Regions from separate parts of the Sus scrofa genome. Here region 2 is linked to region 1. A link is a contact called in public HiChIP or PLAC-seq data. All regions are on one chromosome and are shown on one strand. The core of a region is the stretch at or near the end of the contact, and the rest is flanking DNA. Distances in the headings are between cores, read along the strand shown. Region 1 has its middle 210 kb from the start of RBMS1. Region 2 has its middle 180 kb from the start of TANK.

The links. HiChIP or PLAC-seq counts read pairs in DNA pulled down with a chosen protein or histone mark.
Region 2: an H3K27ac HiChIP or PLAC-seq map of skeletal muscle shows a contact between it and region 1, with 5 times the contacts expected there. The contact joins two enhancer-like sites. A contact is called at or near these places in 6 of 47 Hi-C or Micro-C datasets (embryonic fibroblasts, heart right ventricle, retroperitoneal adipose tissue and 1 more) and 2 of 2 datasets of contacts at active chromatin or transcription factors (alveolar macrophages and skeletal muscle).

What each region holds. Positions count from the first base shown.
Region 1 is chr15:67,612,006-67,618,456 of Sscrofa11.1, reverse strand. No RefSeq gene overlaps it. Among named protein-coding and RNA genes, the nearest start is that of RBMS1, 210 kb to the right of the region's middle. Within about 2 kb of position 3,831, at least 11 of the 83 cell types and tissues checked have an H3K27ac peak or open chromatin away from gene starts, as enhancers often do. A contact at or near this core is called in skeletal muscle, where this site is marked.
Region 2 is chr15:67,788,331-67,794,691 of Sscrofa11.1, reverse strand. No RefSeq gene overlaps it. Among named protein-coding and RNA genes, the nearest start is that of TANK, 180 kb to the left of the region's middle. Within about 2 kb of position 5,086, at least 48 of the 83 cell types and tissues checked have an H3K27ac peak or open chromatin away from gene starts, as enhancers often do. A contact at or near this core is called in skeletal muscle, where this site is marked.

The DNA.
Region 1 (6,451 bases), core at 2,582-5,081:
TTGCTGTGGCTGTGGTTTTAGCCCCAGATGCAATTTGATCCCTAGCCTGGGAACTTCCATATGCCACAGGTGTGGCCCTAAAATAGTGATAATAATAATAATAATTCTGTGAGTATTTAAGTGACTGTATTAGAAGAGCTTTGCTGTAGTGTGGGTGGGTGTGTGTATACTGACATAGGGGTAGAATGAATGAAATAAATGAATATGAATAGGTGCATTTTAGTGTTGAAGCAGTTTCAATTAGAGGACACAGAAAATAATTGTCATTGCCTATTAACTTATGTGCCTATCAAAAGGTGGAAATTTACATTTATTCATGCAGTCATTCAGTAAGAATTCAGCAAATAGTTCTTGTGTGCTTTAGCTCTGAGCTAGGTTTGGGAATGATACAAATGTAAGTCAGATATCCAGTTGACCCTACAGGTGGTTTCTGTGGATATGTCACACACACTGTTAGATGGCACTCGGCACCTCTGACCATCTGAAGATAGAATCAACTCCCACTGAGCTTCTCAGTGAGCAATGGCAGGTTTGCTGAAGATCTCACAAGACAGGCAAAGAAAGAGTCAATTGCACCTACCATAGCCCTCGGCGCAATTTATGTCTCATTTGACAAGGTTTACCCCCAGGTCCTTCTAGCTCCCCCCAGCTTCTCTTTCCATTATCCCAGGGCACAGATTTGTGCCACCTCCCTCCTCTTTCTCACAATTTTTTTTTCTTGTCTCATGGAAGAGCAGTTCCATCTGTTTTTCTCGGTCCTTGGTGTCATCACTCACTGATCCCTAGGCAGGATGTTTGTACGACTTTTTCATATCTGCTTTAGTCTGGGTCATCACAGAAGCAGATTATGATTTTCAAGGATTCATTGTGGTAGTTTATTTGGAAGGTATACTTAGAAAATGCTGGTAGGGGAGACAGGGAAGGGTAGGTAGCTACTCTGGTCTGAAAGTGTCCTCCCCCAAATTCTTATGTTGAAATTCTAACCTCTAAAAATGATAGTATCAGGAGGTAGGACATTTGGGAAGTGCTAGGGTCATGAGGGTGGAGCGCTCATAATTGGGATTTGTGTTGTTATCAAAGAGACCCCATAGACATCCCTCAACCCTACTGCCTTGTGTCCACACAACACAGCAAGAGGGCGCTGGCAATGAACCAGAGAGTTCTCACCAGAGCTCGATCATGCTGGTGCCTTGATCTTGGCCTTCCCAGCCTCCAGAACTGTGAGAAATAAATTTCTCCTGTTTATAAACCATCCAGTCTATGGCATTTAGTTATAGCAGTCCAAGCAGTATGTAGTATGTAGCCAATAAAGTATGTTGTATCAAGTTACCCCTTTGGGTAACTAGAGCTTAATCTTGCTGGGATTTCTTGCAGCCAATGTAGAACACCCTCCTCAGAGTTATCTCACCAAGGGGTGAGGTATTTATATACCAAATCCGTCAGTTATTGCTTGAGGGCTGCTCCTAGGTGGTATTAATCCTCTGACATTTCTGATCTTCCATGTGCAGTGGGACAGGGGACAGGACAAAGGAGGGGCTGGCTGCCAAATAAAGCCCATAGGGGAAGAGATGAAATGCTGGTCCAGAAGCTGGCCCTGCATGTGCACAATGAGAAGGTTTGGGGATGTAGGAGCAGGCCACTTGTAGCATCTGCACAATATCATTAGACCAAGATAAACATATTTCCTTCTCTTAAGGAGGTTCCTTTAGGGTCAGGGGGAGAGAGCATGTATGTAAAGAGTTAAGTTACAATCCCAGATTATCTGAGGCAATGTCTTTAGGAATATGATACCCAGGGACCATTTGTTCCACCAACAGCTGTTAAGGACCCACTAGGTGTTGGAAACTGGTATAGTTGCTGGGGATAAAGGTAGAGTCTCTACCTTTAAGGGCCCAGAGTGAGAGGAACAGAGGCTAGTGCTGGGATGCAGAAGGTCCAGCTAAATGGAATGAGGGGAAGGGGACAGGGACCACTTTACATGGGATTCTGAAGAGGGAGAGTAGGATTTAGGCATGTAAGTGGTGGAGTCGAGGAGGAAAAGAGAGGAAGGCAGACATCCAGTGAGGGTGCCTTTGGAGGGCACTAAACTGGTATTTCCGTGAGGTGGATGTAGCTCAAAATGTCTGAAAGGTGGGCTCAGTATGAAGTGCTCAGTAGCCCTTGAGACAGAGGATGGACTGTTCTCTATTATTATAATTAACCCCCTTCGATCATAAGCAGGGCCCACGTGAACAGACACATCTTCACCTCCTTGACTTCCTATTCCCCATCCAGGAGCAGATCCCTTGCTTCCACTGGAGTTATTAATAGCAATAATAGCAGCTGATGACATTTACTGAGCATTTTATATGACAGGAACAGTGCTAGGTGCTTTGCATGCATTCACTCATTTAATCTTCCCCTTAACCTAGAAAAGTAGACATGATCATTGAAGATAAGAAAGCTGAGGTGGTAACTTCCCCCAGATGGCCCAGACATGGATGTTGACACTGGGATCTGTGTCCAAGAGCCTAGCCCCAGAGCCTGCACTCACTTGGAGAGATTAGACCCGTTCAACCCAGGCCTCCTAACTTTCCCAGACTGATTGGTGATGGTGGGGATCAGCTGTGTTTGAGTGAGGATGTGTCAGTAGGTGTGCTATCCAATGCTTCTTCCATCCTCTGAGAGGAATGGGGGGGGGGTTTCAAGTTGACCCCAAGAGACTATCAGACATGACACTCTTCACCCTATATTCACCACCTCCAATGTTTTCCCATCATGAAGAAAGAAAGAAGCAGTCCTAGATCATTGTCTCATAGGGATGGATATAGGGAAGCATAGTTCTACCATTTTGGCTTGTGTTAGCAAATTTGAAGAGCCTCTCTTTTCTGACTCAGGGGCCAAAGCACAGGGCTAAGTCTGCAATGAACTGAAATGTTGTGTCCCACCATGCAGTCCTAATGCCCAATGTGATGGTATTAGAAAGTGGTGCCTCTGAGAGGTGATTAGGTTGAGGGTGGAGACCTCATGACTGGAATGAGTGCTCTTGTAAAAGGGACCCCAGAGCTCTCTTGCCTTTTTTCTTTTTCTCCATTTCCCAGAAATCTGAAACCTGGGGAGTTCCTGTCATGGCTCGGTGGTTAACGAATCCAACTAGGAATCATGAAGTTGCGGGTTCGATCCCTGGCCTTGCTCAGTGAGTTAAGGATCCAGAGTTGCCGTGAGCTGTGGTATAGGTTGCAGACTCGACTCAGATCCTGGTTTGCAGTGACTCTGGCGTAGGCCGCGGCTACAGCTCCGATCAGACCCCTTGCCTGGGAACTTCCATATGCTGCAGGAGCGGCCCAAGAAATGGCAAAAAAGAAAAGAAAAAAAGAAAAAAGAAAGACATCTGCAACCTGGGAGTGGTCCTCCCCGGAACTCAACAATGCTGAAACCTTGACCTTGGGCGTCCCAGCCTCCAGAACTATGAGAAATAAATTTCTGTGGTTCACAAGCCACCCAGTCTATAGTACTTTGTCTTAGCAATCTGAAATGACTAAGACAAGGGTCCTGGATGTACTTTAAACTGAGGAAGAGCTTTTTGCCCTCTTTCTTCCTGTCATGCTTAAGATAGGGAGGGGTGTGACACCCACACACTGTGGGAGTCTTCCTGTGGCATGGCCCTTCTCCACTCAAGAGCCATGACTTTGGGTTGGAGAAATGCCATTTGAAGCTTATCCCCCACATTCTTGTAGTGTTTTCTTCTCTTTATGCAGCAGCCTCCAGAATGTGCTGTTCCCTGGCACTTATTTGATTTTCTCTCACTGGAGCTTTCTAAAAGATAGATGATAACATCATTTCTACTGAAACTGATATCCTCAGTCTATCCTGGGAAACATATGATCCCCTCCCACCTCACATGACCCTGAAACTTGGCCTGCACTGATTGAAAAAAAAATTGCTAGGGAATCGAGGGTCTTTTTTGCACTGTAAATTAAGCGAGTTATAAATCCTGCCTTAACACAGTTCGAGGGAATGTAGGAAAGTTATTACAAAGAGAGGAGGTAAAGAATTCTTCAGCAGCTTTCTGATTATACATAATGAAATTATTTTCTCTGGATTGAAACAGCTCCCTTGGATACTTCCTGCACTTTCATCTGGATACTGATTTATTTTTCTCTAAGTGAATTTAGGTAATGAGAAAGGTGCCTACTTGACATCTCCAGAGAATAAATCCTTCTAATTATCCACTAGAGAAGAGAAGCAGAAGGGCAGTCACAAAGCAAATACCTCCTAAAATATTTTAGAAATATGTCTCCCGTCTGAACTATGCAGAAAACTACTAAAAATTGGAAATTACTCAGGCTGAATAAAGTAGGAAAATCCTGGCTATTCTTGTAGTTGGTGGTAAATATGTCATGATGTCTGCTGGAGGTGGGCGGTTTTTTAAAAAGAAAAGACTTGAAGCTGAACCACCATTCTGTGTAGCTCAGGACTCCAGGCAGACTTTGGCTGGTAACAGACAGATGCATTGCATCTGCTTGCCCAGAGCTGTTTTTCCTCAGCACTACTAGAAGCTAACAAGTTTGTGGAGGGGGGGGATCTGTCCTGTGCATTGCAGGACACTGAGCAGCATCCCTGTCTCTACCCACTAGGTGCCAGTAGCCTCTCCTCCCTCTCTCAGCTGTGAAAATCAACAAGGTCTTCAGTCACTGTCAAATATCTCCTGGGAGGAGGCGGAGAACAAAACCACACCCAGATGAGAACTGTATCAGGAGAAACTTTAGACTCACCATTCGAGGTCCTGAAACCCAACTACATTCATACTCCCCATTATTAAATATGTTTTTAAGCCAAATCCATTTCAATTCTTTTGAGGGATATTGCTTTTCTCAGTTGCATGATGGAAGATTTTATATATATATATATATATATATATATATATATATATATATATATATAATATATATATGTGTGTGTGTGTATATATATATATGTATACACACACACACGTATAGCTTGAGTATATTCAGATATCATTCTTTTTTAATGCCTTCATGGTACTCTATTATATGAATATGCCCCAGTTTGTTTAGCCAGTACATTAAGCTATTTACAATGTTTGATCATTGCAAATGATGTGGCAATTTCTGTGTTCCTTAATTCAACAAAAATTTTTTGAATGTCTACCATTTACAACAACTGTAATAGGTTCTGGTACATAGACAAACTAACATGGACCTTGCCCTCATTAAACTTATATTTTAATAAGGAAGGAAATATGTGAATATGTCAAGAAAGGAATTGCAGGAGTTCCCGTCGTGGCTCAGTGGTTAACGAATCCCACTAGGAACCATGAGGTTGCGGGTTTGATCCTTGGCCTTGCTGAGTGGATTAAGGATCTGGCATTGCTGTGAGCTGTGGTGTAGGTCACAGACATGGCTTGGATCTGCATTGTTGTGGCTCTGACGTAGCTCCAATTAGGTCCCTAGCCTGGGTACCTCCATGTGCCGCAGGAGTGGCCCTAGAGAAAGGCAAAAAGACAAAAAAAAAAAAGAAAAAGAAAAAAAAAAAGAAAGAAAGAAAAAGAAAGGAATTGCAGATTGTAAATAGATACACATTTAAAACAATTCAGTTAATCATAAATGCCATGAAGGAAATAAACAGATGAGAACCTGAGTAAGTGGTGAGACCATTTTAGGTTGGGCAGTCGGGGAAGATATCTCTGGGTAGGGGACATTTGAACAACAGCTTAAAGGATGACAATGAGATAGGTATCTGTGGAGTAGACCATTCAGAGCAAGGGGCAAAGCAAACACAAAGACCCATGGGAGAGAAAGGGCTCAGGGTGCTTGAGGAACAGAAGGGAGGCCAGTGTGTCCAGAGTGCAGAAAGCAAGGGGAAAGGTGGGTGGTAAGAGGTGTATCATGTAAGGCAAGAGCTGAAAAAGGCAGGACTTGTAGACTATCATGGGGATGAGTCTAGATTTTAATGTAAAAGCAGTAGGAAACCAGTTAAGTTCTCAATTAAGGGGATGGCACAATCTGGCTTATGATTTAAAGTATTACTCGGGGAATACACCTGACAAAGGAGGTAAAAGGCTTATATGCTGAGCACTATAAAACATTAATCGAGGAAATTAAAGATGTAAATGGAAAGATATTCCATGCTCTGGGTTGGAAAAATTAATATTGTAAAAATGGCCATACTACCCAAAGCAATATACAGATCCAAGGCAATCTCTATCAAATTACCCATGACATTTGTCACAGAACTAGAACAAACAATCCAAAAATTTATATGGAAACACAAAAGACCCAGAATTGCCAAAGCAATTCTGAGGAACAAAAATAAAGCAGGAGGCATCTCTCTCCCAGACTTCAGGCAATATTACAGTCAGTCATTAAGACAGTGTGGTGCTGGTACCAAAACAGACAGACAGCCCAATGAAACAGAATAGAGAACCCAGAAATAAACCCAGACACCTATG
Region 2 (6,361 bases), core at 3,837-6,336, 170 kb before region 1:
GAGTTTATCATTTTTATGGCTGAATAATATTCCATTATATACATACCACAACTTTATCCATTCATCCATTGATAGACACTTAGGTTTTTTCTATGTCTTGGCTATTATACATAGGGATGCAAATATCTTCTAAAGTTAGTGTTTTTATTTTCTTTGAGTATATTCCCAGAAGTGGAATTGCTGGATCATAAGGTAGTGCTATTTTGAATTTTAATTTTTTTTTTTGCCTTTTTTAGGGCTGTACTGTGGCATATGGAAGTTCCCAGGCTAGGTGTTGAATCAGAGCTGCAGCTTCCAGCCTGTACCACAACACCACAACAATGCCAGATCCAAGCCACCTGTGTGACCTATACTACAGCTGATGGTCATGCCAGATCCTTAACCCACTGAACCAGGTCAGGGATTGAACCCACATCCTTATGGATACCAGTCAGGGTTTGTTACCACTGAGCCACATTGCGAACTCCTATTTTTAATTTTTTGAGGAATCTCCATACTGTTTTCTATAGTGGTTGTACCAATTTACAATCCACAAAGTGAATGATAGAGTCTTTTTATCCATCTAAGAGATTTTAGAACTTTGGCACATAATATTTCATCCTAAAACAATGCTAAACCTAATATCCTTGCTTGATTATTTTTCAGAATAAATTCCCAGAAGTTGAATTTCCATCCCAGAAGGGGTACATATTTTAAGATTTTTGACAGACTGTTAAACAGACCTCCTAAATTAGATTCAGTTTACCCCCATGCCCCATTTCCCCACACCTGCCTCAATGCAGTATAGCATTATTCTATGTAACCTTTACAAAGCTGATAGATTAAAAATATGGCATCTCACTCTAATTTACAATCTTAAATATTTAATAAAGTTTAGAATCTTCTTAAGCTATATGTCTGTCTGTCTCCCCATCCCCCACTTTTTAAAGGAATTGTTGGTATTCTTTCTATGAAATTTCTGAGGGAGTGGTACATGCTTAAAACAATGGGAAAATCAATTGACTTAGTTAAGTTTTTCGGGGGGAGTTCCCATCTTGTTGCAGCAGAAATGAATCCAGCTAGGAACTATGAGGTTTCAGGTTCGATCCCTAGCCTTGCTTGGTGGGTTAAGGATCTGGCGTTGCTGTGAGCTGTGGTGTAGGTCACAGATACGGCTTGGATCTGGAATTGCTGTGGCTGTGGCGTAGGCCGGTGGCTACAGCTCCAATTTGACCCCTAGCCTAGGAACCTCCATATGCCGTGAGTGCAGCCCTAAAAAAACAAAAAGACAAAAAAAAAAAAATTTTTTTTTGCCTCATCTGCAGCTTGTGGAAGTTTCTGGGCCAGAGATCAAACCCACGTCATAGCAGTGGCCCAAGCCACCACAGTGACAATCCTGGATCCTTAAACTGCTGAGCCACATGGGAACTCCTGACTTAGTTTATTTTTATAGAAATATTATGTTTCTTGGAGGGCAGGGCCTTACTGGTAATGAGTCGGTCTCCTGGACTCACTGCTGATGTGTGTTTAAGATTGGACTGTAATCTGTAGCGAAAGGCTTGCTTGACATGTCATAAATTTTCTGAAAGGAAAAGTACATAGACTTAAAATGATAAATTGTTGGACCTTGAGTACAGAAATGTCTCTCAAGGCTGTGTGAGGAGATAGAGGAACAGTAGCTAATACTAAAAGTTCACTGTAAGTCTCATTTTTGTGGCTGGGAAGCAGTTACCTTATTAATCGGACTTTCAAAAACTTTTCACTTCTACTCAAAACAATTTTTTAATGAAGTATAATTGATTTACAATATTGCATTAGTTTCAGATATCCAGCAGAATTATCAGTTTTTTCTGATTATATTCCTTTATAAGTTATCACAAGATATTGAATATAGTTCCCTGTGCTGTATAGTAAATCCTTATTGCTTATCTATTTTACGTATAGTAGTTTGTATCTGTTAATCCTATACTCCTAATTTGTCCCTCTCCACCCCCTTCTCCCCATTGGTAACTGAAGTTTGTTTTCTATGTCTTTGAGTCTGTTTCTGTTTTGTTCATAGATTCATTAGTATTTTTTTTAGATTCTATGTGTAATATCATATAATATTTATCTATATGACTTATTTCACTATATATTTTTTTTTTTTTTTTTTTTTTTGCTTTTTAGGCATATGGAAGTTCCCAGGCTAGGGGTTGCATCAGAGCTGCAACCACTGGCCTATACCACAACCACAGCAATGCCAGATCTGAGCCAAGTCTGGGACCTACACCACAGCTCATGGCAACAATGGATCCTTAATCCACTGAGCAAGACCAGGAATTGAACCTGCATCCTCATGGATACTAGTTGGATTCATTTCTGTTGTGCCACAATGGGAATTCCAAGTGTAATATTATTTAGGTCCATCCGTATAGCTACAAATGGCAATGTTTCTGTCTTTTTTATGGTTGAGTAATATTCCATTATATATATATATACATATATATATATGTAAATGTATACACACATACATATGTATTACATCTTCCTACACCAATCATCTCTTGATAGGAACTTGGGTTGTTTCCATGTCTTGGCTATTGCTGATAATGCTGCTATGAATGCTGGAGTGCATGTGTCTTTTCCAGTTTTTGTTGTCTCCTGATTTGTACCCAGGAGTAGAATTGCTGGATCATATAGTGGTTTTATTTTTCATTTTTTAAGGAATCTCCATACTATTTTCCATAATGGCTGAACACATTTGCTCAAAGTTTAAAAAGAAAAACACTAATGTTTTTAGCATTACTTGAAAAATCAATTTCCATACAGTAGAAATGACTCTTGCCTGTGTATTTCCATGGATTTTAACACATGCGTAGATTTGTGTAACCACAATCAGAATGGGGAAGAGTTGCATTTCCCCTAAAACTCCCTTGCTCTATCCCTTTGTACTCACCTCTCCTCCCCCCTCTAATCCCTCGCTACCACTGATCTGTTTTCTGTCACTTTAATTTTGTTTTTTGAGAGTGTGATAAAAATGCAATCATACAGGATGAAAATTTTGAGATTGGCTTCTTTCATGCTGAAAATGAGGCCTTTGAGATTCATCCAAATTGTTGTGAGTATCAATAGTTTGTTCCTATGTACCACAGTTTATTTATCTATTCACTTATTGAAAGACATTTGAGTTTTTTTTAGTTTTCATAGTTATGAGTAGAATTGCTATAAACATGTTTGTACCAGTTATTGTGTGAATATATTTTTATTTCTCTAGGGTAAATATGTAAATATGGGGTTGCTGGGTCATACGGTAAATTGATGTTTAACTTCATAAGAAACTGCCAAAACTCTTTTCCAATTTTTGTATTATTTTCATATTTCTACCAGCAATATATGTGTGGTCTAGTTTCCTCATACCACTTGTCAGCACTTGGTATTGTCAATATTATTTTAGTCCTTGTAATAGGTTTATGGTGGTGTCTCATCATGTATTTAATTTGAATTTCCCTAGTGGCTAATAATGTAGAACACTTTTCATTTGCTTACTTGCCATCCACATTTCCTCTCTGGCTAAATATCTGTTCAAGTCTTTTGCCCATTAAAAAATTGGGTTGTTTTCTTACTTTTGAGTTCTGATAATCCTTTACATATTCTGGATACAAGTCTTTGTCAGATATGTGATTTGAGAATATTTCTCCCGTTTTCTCATTCTCTCAACAGTGTCTTTCATAGAGCAGAAGCTTTAAAACGTGAGGTCTCAGGATTGGTCTTGAATATTCCATGTGGATGCTGGTTGATTCTCAGTCTCCCAGCTTCCCTTCATCTCATCCCCATATGTTTGGTCTCCGCATTGAATTCCCAAGATTCTCTCATACCACTTGCCCAAAGAGTTAATTCGAGCTCTTTATTATGTAATATAAAGAAATACTTGAGTTGCTTTTAAAATCAATTCAACATTTGGTAAGTTCGTTATGCTCTTGTATCCATACACATTTCTGAGTCATTCTATCTGGCAGGTAGACACGTGGTCTTCTTCACCTTGCTCTCAGTCAAACCTAGTATATCAGAAGATGTGAGTACCATCACTGTAAGGGATTTTGGAACCCTGGTAGTAAACATGTGGTCTGTGGATCAGCAGTGTCAGCATTACCTGGGAGCCGGTAAGGAATTCAGACTCAGACCCTACCCTGAGCCTAAGAGTTAAAATCTGCATTTTAATGAGATCCCCAGGTGCACATTAACGTTTTCTAGCACAGCTGTATAGCTCATCTGGTTCTCACTCTTATTTTCCAAACAAAGAAACTGAGGTCCGAAGAGATCAAGGATGGACCCAAGGTCAGAGGCAGGTGGTGCTAGAAGCCAGGATGAGAACCTGGCCCTCTCAATTCAAGGCCAGTGTGCTCTGCATGGCACCACCTGCCTCCAGCATTTTGAATGACAACGACAGCCTAAGCTTCTCCCCCATCCTTGGCCATGCGTGGAGCATCAGCATTTGTCTTGATGTGGTCTTGTTCCAAAAGACTCCCTTCACTTCTTATTTCCAATATCCCTTAGGATTATCCAACTTTCAAATTGCAGGCTTTTGAATTTTCCTAATGAAATGAACTAAACACTCTTTGGGGGAATAAAATGATTTTTCCCCTTGCATTTGTTTACTTCTCTGTAAGCTCCTGAGATGGCTTACATGCTAGTTGTTAATCACACCATCTGTTCCAACAGCACTTCGAAATCATTTGATTCATACTTTTCTTTTTAAGGAATTTTTTTTTCTAGAACAATATGTTTATGTCTGTGTTACTCCCATCATTTGGCAATGCAGTATGAGCTATTTAAACTTTCCTATTTATTGTAAATGGCTTTTCAATCAGCAAATATTTTTTTAAATGTGCGTACACCACAAAAAACTGTGTCTACTGACTTTTCAAACATTGGAAACAGTAGAAAAATCTGTTTCAGTCTGTCTGTTGTCAAATTTTTAACCATCTGATTATATTTAAATGAAGCGTTTGGGAGGATGATTTATCTGAATGACCCTGAGAAATTTTCCCCATTGGCCCTGAAGATGGCAGTGCTGTGCAATTTAGCACAACCCTTCACTCCCCGCCTCCACCCCTCAAAAGGAATTTCTGGAATGGGCGAACTGGGGGAGGATTCGCTAAATCTGAACCTTCTAACACTTAGCATAAACCTCTTCTGAACCCTGGGATAATTTGGTTTATCTTTTGCTCCTTTTGTTTTTGTTTAAAGCTGTACCCCATGCATTTCCTGTTTCCAGCCAGGATCAGAAATGGAACTAGTTTAAAGGTTATTCCCATATCACGGGTAACCAGGAAGTGCCTATACAGTTTACTGAGAAGCTGGTTTTCACAAGGCCGCTTGGCTTTAAAAAAAAAATTTTTTTTTTTTTTTTTAAATCCCAACAAAGGCTCAACCCAAGATAAGCAGATAAGTGGGAACTAAGAATACCAGAGGTTTTGAATGCCTACTGGGACCACATCTCTGGGAGCTTGCCACTGCTGTTTTCCTCTTCTCAACAACGGAGGCCTGCTGTCACATTCTTTAAATTTCGTTAGCAGGATCTGGAACAGGGGTTTAGAGGGACACATGCTCAGGCCCCGGGCAGTATAAATTTCTGGCTCCTGTCATTGTTAAGGTATGGGCACAGAAAGAGAAGAGGATGAGAGTGTGTAGATATATCCTACTTACTTTTTGAGACTTTCAAAATTTGGTGACAATTCTACTCCCCAGAAAACATTTATTAAAGATGTAATTATGTGAAAGGCATTATGTTAAGTGCTGTTATAAAGAAGAGCCAGCAATATTTATGTGCCACAAGTCAGACCCTTGCCAAATGCTTTAGCAACTTTTCATTTAATCTTTACCAGAATGGTGTGAGGCAGACACTATACTCAATTTTTTTTTTTAACATGTGGAAGCTGAGAGACAGGGAGGTTAGTAAATGTGCTAGGTCATGCAACTTGAAAATAAAATTGCTGAGATTCAAAGTCAAGCCTCCTAAACTTAGAACCTGTACAATCAATTGTTGCCTTGTATTTTGATTTATAGATGATGACATAGCATAGACATCAAACTCTCAAGTTAGAATTAGACATATTTGATACCCATTTAAGGATGTCAGAGAAGGGGAGACTAGGTCTCAGGAGTATTTTCCTTCTGCTAAATGTGACACAGTTGTAAAAAAGCCAGACCTTCAGTGAACATGTATGCCATTTGGTTGGGGAATCAACATGTTCCCCAAGGTGGAACAGCACACCTAAATGACTCAAGATGTCTTTTCCCAGTGTGATCTATTCAGAAAATTTCTAGGGCAGAGACTTGCTAATAAAACTATGGAGGAGTTCCCTGGTGGCCTAGTGGTTAAGGACTTGGATTCCATCATAGG